Linked DNA regions of Mus musculus: region 2 is linked to region 1. The links are chromatin contacts, called in public promoter capture Hi-C maps. All regions are on one chromosome and are shown on one strand. The core of a region is the stretch at or near the end of the contact, and the rest is flanking DNA. Distances in the headings are between cores, read along the strand shown.

Region 1 (4,475 bases), core at 134-2,633:
GTACCCTTATGTCTTACAGAAGGCATTTCTTCTTCATGGTGACTCCAGAAAATCACGTAGATCTTATCAGTTCTAATTGGGACCTGAAGACTTGGCCACAGCACCCAGGCTTGGCAGAGGAGATCTGGTGAGGCCTACCCTCCTCTTAGGACAGCTCTTCTCCCCCAATCTTAAAAGCAGATCAAAAAAAAAATATTGGTCCAGGGAATAAAGAAAGAAGTTTGCTTATGGATAGTATTAAATATCCATTAATGATATTTTTAGGGTATGAAAGGATATGAATATAAAAGTTGAACACATTTTTAATGTTATTTGATTCTCAAAATACTCAATATTATTAATGTGTTTGATGTATAAAATGCATTTAAATAATAAAAAAATTAAGAAGAAAAAAAAGAAAGAAAGAAAAGAAGCCTGCTGCCAAGGCTGGCCGGCTGTGTTCAATCTCACTCAGGGGGTGGGAGGAGAGAAACCACTTTCTGGGAGTTGTCCGATGTCCTCCACATGTATGGTAATTAAATGTAGTAAGAGGTTTCAAAAGCTCCTATCTTGCCATGTATGTTGGCTCATACCTATAACCCAGCACTCCAAGGCAGTTGGATCAGAAGTTCATCTACTGTATGGAGAGTTCAGTTTAACCTTGGTAGCACGAGATTCCATCCCCCAAACAAAGCAAGTCAAGTGGTCCTTTACATTGAACTCAATTTCTCTTCCCCCTTCCACTGCCTCCAATGCCTTATTCCTTTCTTGCATTTGACGTCTAGATCTGGATTTCTCTCAGAATGGGGTGGGGTGGGGGACAAATTCCTTACCTACTCAAACCCAGATAAACTCTCCCTAGTCCAGAAGAAGAACACCTGTAGGGGCTCTAACCCCCACTGGGATTGCTCTTTTTGGCCAGAGATCCCCAGTTTCAAGTGTTGGTGAAAACAGACATATCCCCGACCCCTCCAGGTCTGACTCTCTGATGATCACAGGAACAGATCTAGATCCAGCTTGCTAACCTCATCCTTGCACGACTGAGTCATCTTTATCCAACTTCAGACAAACCTCTGCCCTGCTGTGTCCCAATGTCAGCCATAGACTTCTTTTGCCTCTGCTGTCTTGGGGGTCACAGATGAAAATGTCAGCATCTCCGAGCTGAGCTAGTCAAGAAATGGCCCCAAGTCAAGACTAGCAGCCACTTTAAAAAGTTGTAGGATCAAGCCTGCTGTTTCTGTTTCAGAGACTACGATACCAATTCAACTTATCAAGTTACAGAAGCAACCACAAAATAACAAAAAAGGAGTTTCTTACCCACGGTCACCAAAAGGAGACTGAGAGAGAGAAGCAGGAAGCCTTTCATGGTAGCTGCTCTTGCTTGATAATCCAAGGAGGAAATGTGTCCTCTCCTTCGCTGCCTGGAGTTTTAACTGTCTTTCAAGTCCGAAGTCCACTCATTAACTGATAGAGGCAAAGGCAATTCGTGGTCAGGATCTGGTCTCTGGTCGTACAGCATGGGCTGCTTCCAACCTCAGAGTCAGGTCACTTGAGCCCAGCTTCAGGTTGATATCCTTGACTCAAAGTCCAGGACAACTGTAGAAGTCTGAGTTCTCTTTAGAAATCCTTGCAAGGTCAAAGGTGAGTGTATTCAGCTAATCTCTCTATATCTTGGGAATGGTAGACCTATCGCCTCCCCAGAGCCTACTACTGTCTCTCTAAACACTCAGTAATCTAGCCGAGAACGATGATTGCCTTACCTCTGACCCCTTCTTATTTTGTGTGTGCACACCACAGTGCTCATGTAGCTGCCAGAGGATGGTGGGAAGGGTTGATTCTTGACCCTTCACCATGTGGGATCATGGGATGGAATTCAGGTCATCAGGCTTAGTGGCAGATGCCTTTAACTCTGAGTCATCTTCTGGGCCCTCCCCTCCCCAACTCCCCACCATTTGACTGCAAAGAATTCTATTTTCTCTACCTGCTGTTCCAAGAATACCTGAAAAGTCCTTTCATGTTTTCTCCAACTATTTATGACTTGACTTGTGTCATCTTTTGCTGTGGACTCCCACACTGGGCTTTTCCTAATGGTCACTTCTAGAAACTTCTAGAGCTAACGTTTCCAAGCTTCCCTCCATCTCACATATCACTTTAACTGGACATAGACCCCAGTTGTCATGCTCCTATTAGAAGCAGGCTTGAAGGTTATTGACGGTAGGCTCCCTTTCCCATAACCACCTTGGCCCACCGTCTGTCGTGGGTCCAATTTTAACAGAGGCCAATTTGAAATTCCACAAGCAAAGAGAAAACTTGGGAAGCAGAAGAGACAGACAGATCTCTGTGAGTTCAAGGCCAGCCTACTCTACAGAGAGAGTTCCAGGCCGGCCAGGGTTGCCTAGTTAAGACTGTCTTTAAAAAACAAAACAAAACAATAAAATCAAACAAACAGCAACAGAACAATCACCATGTGAATGGCATCATAGTCACTTTTTAAAAGCATTCCTTCCTCTCTATTAAAAAAAAGGGAAGGGAAGAAGGGAGGTGGGGGTGACAGCTTTGTTGAGGCCCACAAAGAGAAGGAAGGCTGCTTCCTCCTGGCAAAGCAGGCCCATTGTTACTGGTCGATCATTCTGCGCTCAGCTCTGCCTTCTGTCCACGGCCCTGGGTAGAGACAGGGCTTTCTAGAGAAGAAACAAGGCATACCAGCGCCCCTTCTCCTAAGACTTTCTCCAGAGGGGCTTGTCAGTCACCGAAGCAGGACACTGATCTCAGAAGAGCTGTCTGTCTGAAAACTTAGGGGAATAGAGTGAAGTCCTCCTCAATGGGAGTTGGCACAAAGGGTCCTTTAGTCATTATCCCCTGTCACCTGGGGGTTCAATGTGTGCTCACGCATCACTGCCTCAACCCTTTGTTCTCCCACCCTAGAGCTCCCACCATCTCAGGAGCCAGCTCTGTCACCTGATAAGGCTTGCTTAATCCAGTCCTTTCCTGAGATCCAGCCCCACCCAGAGGAAGATACACCAACCATCCCCACGTCCTTTAACCTGACCCTTAACTCTGTTCTCAATCTAAAAATCATATTAATGCTCAGAAGCTCCTATTGTCCCCAGGGTCTCCACTCAAGACTACGATAGGGGGCTGAAGACACGGCTTAGAGGTTAAAAGTACTTCCTGGTTTTGCAGATGACAGGTGTTCTGCTTTCAACGCGCCGGCCAGGTGGCTCCCAACTGATCCTGTAACTCAGGTTCCAGGGGAATCCACACCTCTGGCAGGCATGTACACACAGTCTTAAAGATAATAAAAATTAATATTAAAAAATAAGAGGACTATGATAAAGAGGCTGGGAGAGGGGTGTGAGTGTAGTCAGCACCCGGTCAAGACCCCGGCATCCATGTTAAAAGATGGACACAGTGGTGTGGGTTTAACCCCAGTGTGGGTGATCCTGGAGCTTACCAGGGCTACTAAGGACTGGCCGGCTTGGCCACAAAGGTGGGCCACCCCAGAACCCCTAACCCTCTCTGCCAGCACTGTCTAGGACTTCTGGAGCCACACTGGCTTGGGCACAGAGGCACACCATTAGGTAGTAGTTTCTCAATCTAGTTTTAGTTTACATCTCCTGATGACAAAGGATGTTGAAAATTATTTCATGTGCTTATTTTAGGCGTTTGTGTCTCCCTCTCTAAGTTATCTGTTCAAATCATTTGTGTATTTTATTTATTTGCGTGCACACACACACACACACACACACACACTTGAGATAGGATCTCATCTTACCCAGGCTGTCCTGGAATTAATTGTCTGTGTTGACTGAGGATGGCCTTGACCTTCTGACCTTCCAACCTCTATCTCCCAGGTGCCAGGAGCACAGACAGGTATCATTCTGCCACCGCGTCTGGTTCATCAGTGTCTAGCACTGAACCCAGGGTCTCATGTGTGCTAGCCAAGTGCTCCACCAACTCAGCTTCATCCCAGTCCAAGTTCTTTCTTCTTTTTAAAAAAGATTTATTTATTTATTTAATGTATGTGAGTACACTGTAGCTGTACTGATGGTTGTGAATCATCATGTGGTTGCTGGGAATTCAGGACCTCTGCTCTCTCCAGTCAGTCCCACTCGCTGCGGTCTAAAGATTTATTTATTATTATATCTAAGTACACTGTAGCTGTCTTCAGATGCACCAGAAGAAGGCTTTGGATCTCATTATGGATGGTTGTGAGCCACCAAGTGGTTGCTGGGATTTGAACTCTGAACCTTCGGAAGAGCAGTCAGTGCTCTTAACCACTGAGCCATCTCTTCAGCCCCCAAGTTTTTTCTATTATAGATTAAATTGTTGTCTTCTTGTTTTGGAGTCCCAAGAGCCCATTACCCCCCACCCCTCATCTATCTATCTCTTCATCCATCTCTGTGTATGTGTGTGTGTGTGTGTGTGCATGTATTATGTATGTATTAGATAGTGTCTCACTATGTAGCAAGCATAAGTATCGAATCCTCAACATG
Region 2 (4,840 bases), core at 699-3,198, 130 kb before region 1:
TTGGGGCTGAGGGCCAGAAGTATGAGTGGGAGTGGGTGGTCAGGACCTGGCAGGAGCTTGGCATGATCCTTCAGGGCCAGGGTACCCAAGGATGAGCTCCTAGGAGCCAGGCTTTCCAGAGCACCATGCCCTAGCTCAGGCAGGTCCATCCTGTGTCTGCCCAGCTTCCAAGGAACTGTCTCTGAGATCTCAACTGTAATGTGAACCAGGCAGTGCTATACACACTTCAGCTATAGAGCCTTCAGTGGCTCTTCTTCCCCCTCCTCCCCTTCCCCTTCTCCCTCCTCCTCCTCAGAATATAACATCTGCATTTCCACCTCCTGCACAACTTGCAAGGAAGTCTAACGCAGGACCCCCTCCGCTCCTCCTGAAGTCATTTCACCTGCTCCTGTTTCTCTTTCTTCTTCTAACGATTTATTTTATTTTAATATACATTTGGTGTTCTGCCCGCTTGTATATGTGTGCGTGCGAGGGTGTCAGATGCCCTGGAACTAATACTACAGACGATTGTGAGCTGCTATGTGGGTGCTGGGAATTGGACCTGGGTCCTTTGCAAGACCAGCCAGAGCTCTTAACCACTGAGCCAACTTTCCAGCCCTGATCCATCTCTTTAGGCATCTCTGGGTCTGGTTAGCCTCTCAAAGAGTCTGGACATGAGCAGAGTTTCATTTTGGATCCATCACTCTGGCTGCAGTACGGCCAACACACAGACGGGGACGGTAGAAGCAGAGGTGGAGAAATGTTAAGCCTTCAAAGGGGGTAGGAAAAGGGCAGCAGCAGATGGATGGGAGAAGGCAGGATACAGGGTAGCTTTTAGGCTTCTGCCCTGAGGCGAGACAAAGAGACCTGGGAGAGCCATGCTGAGAGGAAGGACAGAATTCAGCTGGGGACATACTAGAGTAAGAACATGCAAGAGGCTCCCAGAATTCAGTGATCAGTTGAGCAATCTGATTGTTGAAGGGGTACCCTAGAGAGAACGGGGTGAGGAACTCCCACCCTGGAGGCTGGCTAGAGACTGAAGGTAGGTCAAGAGTATTGCCAGGACAATGGTGAAGGAGATGTGGGTTGAATCTAAACGGGACTGAGCTCAGGTCTGATGGGAAGCCAGTGCCTGCAGACAGCTGTCCTGAGAGACTCGGCTGTGAACAGAGAGGGGAGATGGGAGCACACAGCTCGGTGGGAGCACGTTTGTTCTTTCTTCCTGACCTTCCTACCCCTTCTCTCCTCCTCTCCTACTTTCTCTTCCTCCCTTCAGACTGCAACATGTTTGAAAGCTGACTGGTCAGGCGTGGAAGCATACTCCCCTATTCTCTGCACTCATTTGGGAGAAGCAGGAGGAATCAACACAGCTTTGAGGCCAGCCTGGTCTATATAGAACATTCCAGGCCAGCAAGTGTTATGCAGTGCAGCACTGTCTCGAAAAAAACCAACAACAAACAGCTGACACTTGATGAATAGGGAGAGTGTATTCCTTTCCTTTTCCTGTACCTTGCTTATCCCACGAGCCCACAGAGCCATACAAGACCAGTCTTGTATTTGTGTGCACCTGGTGCCTAGCTACCATGGTTTCCGGCTCTCAGAAGACACTCAGGATGTGCTGCTGATGGCCGGACAGACCCTAAGACCCTAAGCCAACAATGAGCATGACAAAACACTGACCTCTAGACTTCAGTGTGATTCTCGACGGTTAGGGTACCCCAAAGAGGAGAACGGAGGCTTCTCCTTCACTCCTTTTCCACAGACACAGTTGAACAGAAGCCAAAGGCTTTGTACCCCGCTCTGTTGCCTATACAATGTTCCAATCTCCCAGCACACACATCATCTGGCACTCACACACACTGATGCATTCTTGGCCTTGGGCCAGCTATCCCTGTCCTTGGCTTACTGTTGATAAAACAGCCAACTGATGGTACTTCCCCAGGAGTGGCTCCCACCCTCCTCCTGCCTTTCCTGTGTCTGGACCACAAGCTCGTGTCTGAAGAGCAAACTATGATCACTCTGACAAAACCAGGATGGCACTGCTTTAAGCCACACTTCTGTAATGGAGGCTGAGACTCCATTGTTAATGGTCACAGAGTCCTTCCAAAGAGTACCATTGCCTTCCTGGCCCCTTATGTCCATGATGATAGTATCCCAGCCATGAGGGAGACAGGGGAAGTCTGCTGTGACTGATGAAATCTAACTCAAGAGAGACTTGTTTAGATAAAGACTAACTGGGCATGACTTAGAAATGTGGGGCTCAATGTAGAGTGATGGTGTTGAGGGTGGAACCAGGAATCCAGAGGTTTGGCCAAAGGGTCAAACTAGTCAAACTTAGGCAAGAAATGACCACAGTGCAAGTGGCAGTACAAGGCTCTTCTTTCTGGTTTGACTCTACAGTCAAGAGCCACACGGAGCAGGTGAGACAGGGTGGTGCACACCTCCCAGCTAGTCTAGAGGTTGAAGCAGGAGGAACTGCTTAAGCCCAGTAGGTTAAGACCAGCCTGGATCATATAGCAAGATCTCTCTCTCTCTCTCTCTCTCTCTCTCTCTCTCTCTCTCTAATTTAAAGAACTTTAGTCTAGGTTCTGGGCCTCAGTTTCCGCAAAGTAGATAATACATATTGACCTACTATGTGTAGCCAGTTCTATTAGGAAAGTCTTGCAATGTAAAACAAAGAAAACACCCTCCTGTTTAGTGCTTACTAGTGATGAATGCAAAACACTAGCATCCATCTATTTCCAAGGACGCAATATCCAGGTCATCAAAGAGCTTTAAAAAGCATTTATTTATTTTATGTGCATGAGTCCATGTGTGTATGTGCACAGGCCAGAAGGTGGCATAGAGGGCCTCTAGAATTAGTTATAATTATTAGCTGCCAGATGGATGCTGGGAACCAAACCCAGGCTCTCTGAAAGAGCAGCCAGTGTTCTTCACCCCCAAGCCATCTCTCCAACCTTGTAAGAAGTGCTTTAAAATAGTCTCCCTCCATTATTAGGCTTGCCTGCTGCCTAAGGTCAGCTCTGTGCAATCAAGTAGCCCCTGCCTAGGACTTCCTTAGCACAGGACATGGCTGAGTTCCTTTAGACTTTGTGGGGTAGGGTTGTGGATGAGCTTAGAGGTCAACTGTACCCCAGAAAGAGGAAGGAAAGCATCCTGAGCCATTCCAGACTCCAGGGAATACTTGAATCTCGGTGGTGCTCCAAGGGCAGCGTTCCCAGGAAGGGACACTCACCTCCAAGGACACAAAGCACCCTCACATCCTGCCCTGCCCCTGCCAAGAATAGAGTGCACCGGAGTACCCAAAACCAGGACCAAAACAAAAACAAACATTGGCTCCTTTCCTGAGACAGAGACGGAAACCACATTAGGAATAACTGTTTGCACCACCAGAGGTCTCTCAGACTTCCAAATTGAAGAAGAGTGGAAAATTTTCTAACACCATTATCCTAGGACGCTTAAAGGCTAATAGCATCTATACCCATATGACAGAGACCTAAGCTTTGGCATCCTCACGGTCTCTTTAAATTTGCATCTTTAGCTTATTAAATGCCATTGTGTCCTTCTTTAGTCAAACTTCATCAGTTTACAGATCGGGCCTGAAGCTGGAAAGCAGAAGCCTGGGCTTAGATCTTATATTTGCATTCCTCTCTCTCTCTCTCTTTTCGAGACAGGGTTTCTCTGTGTAGCCCTGGCTGTCCTGGAACTCACTCTGTAGACCAGGCTGGCCTCGAACTCAGAAATCCGCCTGCCTCTGCCTCCCGAGTGCTGGGATTAAAGGCGTGCACCACCACTGCCCGGCTATCATTTATCCCTTTCTAAACAGAGAGAAAAGACAGGGGAGACCCAGCGCTTAGACATCCCATTCTCAGAATCACCGATAACCTGGCTAAGAAGTTTCTGGAAATAGGACCAGAGCAGTGAGAATTTTGTTCCCAGGAGCTGAACTCAGAGCTCAGAGCAAGGCAGGCACCGGTATATGGCCTGCCCCACTGCTTGTCATCTTCCAAGCTCACGGAAACATCCAGAACATGCAGGGAGAAGCTTGAGATACTTTATACGCCCACGCTTTAACCCCAGCGGAAAATTCCAGAGGCAACAAAATCTCAGAAATTCACTCATGACTCCAAGTCCTGCATCTAGAATAACACTTGGCGTAGTGGCAACTAATGCACATCAGCTGCATGTGTATCAGGTTCTTATTGTACAGTAGGTAGCAGCATGCCTAAGACAAACTGAGGAAGACATGGCCGACATGTCCTTAGTGGCACAAGGTTCTTACCCCCCTCCCCCAGCTCTGACTTTCCCAGACAGCTTTCTCTAGGCACAAACTGCCAGAGCTGACTAGATGCAAGAGCCCCAGATCGCCTGACCGCACGATGGGAAAATTAGTACTAGAGTTCTTGATGTTCTCTATTTGGAAGAAGAGGGATCCTCTTTCATGAAGACGTGTGGGCGAGTGTCTCCGTGTGTCTATAAGGACATATATGCATGCCTGTGTGTGTGTGTGTGTGTGTGTGTGCACATGTGTAACCTTATTTTTAACAGTAGAATCTGAATATAACACTCAGTGAGTTTCTGCATACACGTTTAAATGTGTGAAACAATCGTGATTCTCCTAGGAGCTTCCATGGAAAGCCTACAGGTCCTTTTGGGGTTAACTATGCCCCAATCTTGGTTCATTGACAAGGTGCTTGTCTTAGTTAAGGTTTCCATTGCTAAGAACAGACATCATGACCAAGGTAACTCTTATAAAGGACAATATTTAATTGGGGCTGGCTTATAGGTTCAGGGGTTCAGTTGATTATCATCAATGACAGGAAGCATGGCAGCATCTAGATAGGTGCTGGAGAAGAAGCCA

What was found. Promoter capture Hi-C pulls out the DNA fragments that hold promoters and counts their contacts.
Region 2: a contact with region 1 is called in a promoter capture Hi-C map of the HPC-7 cell line, with 3 times the contacts expected there. The contact joins the enhancer-like site here to the promoter of Muc13 in region 1. A contact is called at or near these places in 6 of 39 promoter capture datasets (the 3T3-L1 cell line, 3T3-L1-derived adipocytes, the HPC-7 cell line and 3 more) and 3 of 9 other capture datasets (adipose tissue, liver and pancreatic islet).

The regions. Positions count from the first base shown.
Region 1 is chr16:33,791,397-33,795,871 of GRCm38.p6, reverse strand. Muc13 (mucin 13, epithelial transmembrane) reads right to left here and starts at 1,383. Exons shown (of 12, transcript NM_001382834.1): 1 at 1,297-1,383. The coding sequence starts at 1,345. It overlaps Gm15658 (a long non-coding RNA gene), which reads left to right. Exons shown (of 3, transcript XR_003951910.1): 1 at 1-127; 2 at 1,226-1,620.
Region 2 is chr16:33,925,994-33,930,833 of GRCm38.p6, reverse strand. The region is part of intron 10 of Itgb5 (integrin beta 5); the gene reads right to left. Among named protein-coding and RNA genes, the nearest start is that of Umps, 39 kb to the left of the region's middle. Within about 2 kb of position 1,948, at least 16 of the 459 cell types and tissues checked have an H3K27ac peak or open chromatin away from gene starts, as enhancers often do. A contact at or near this core is called in the HPC-7 cell line, where this site is marked.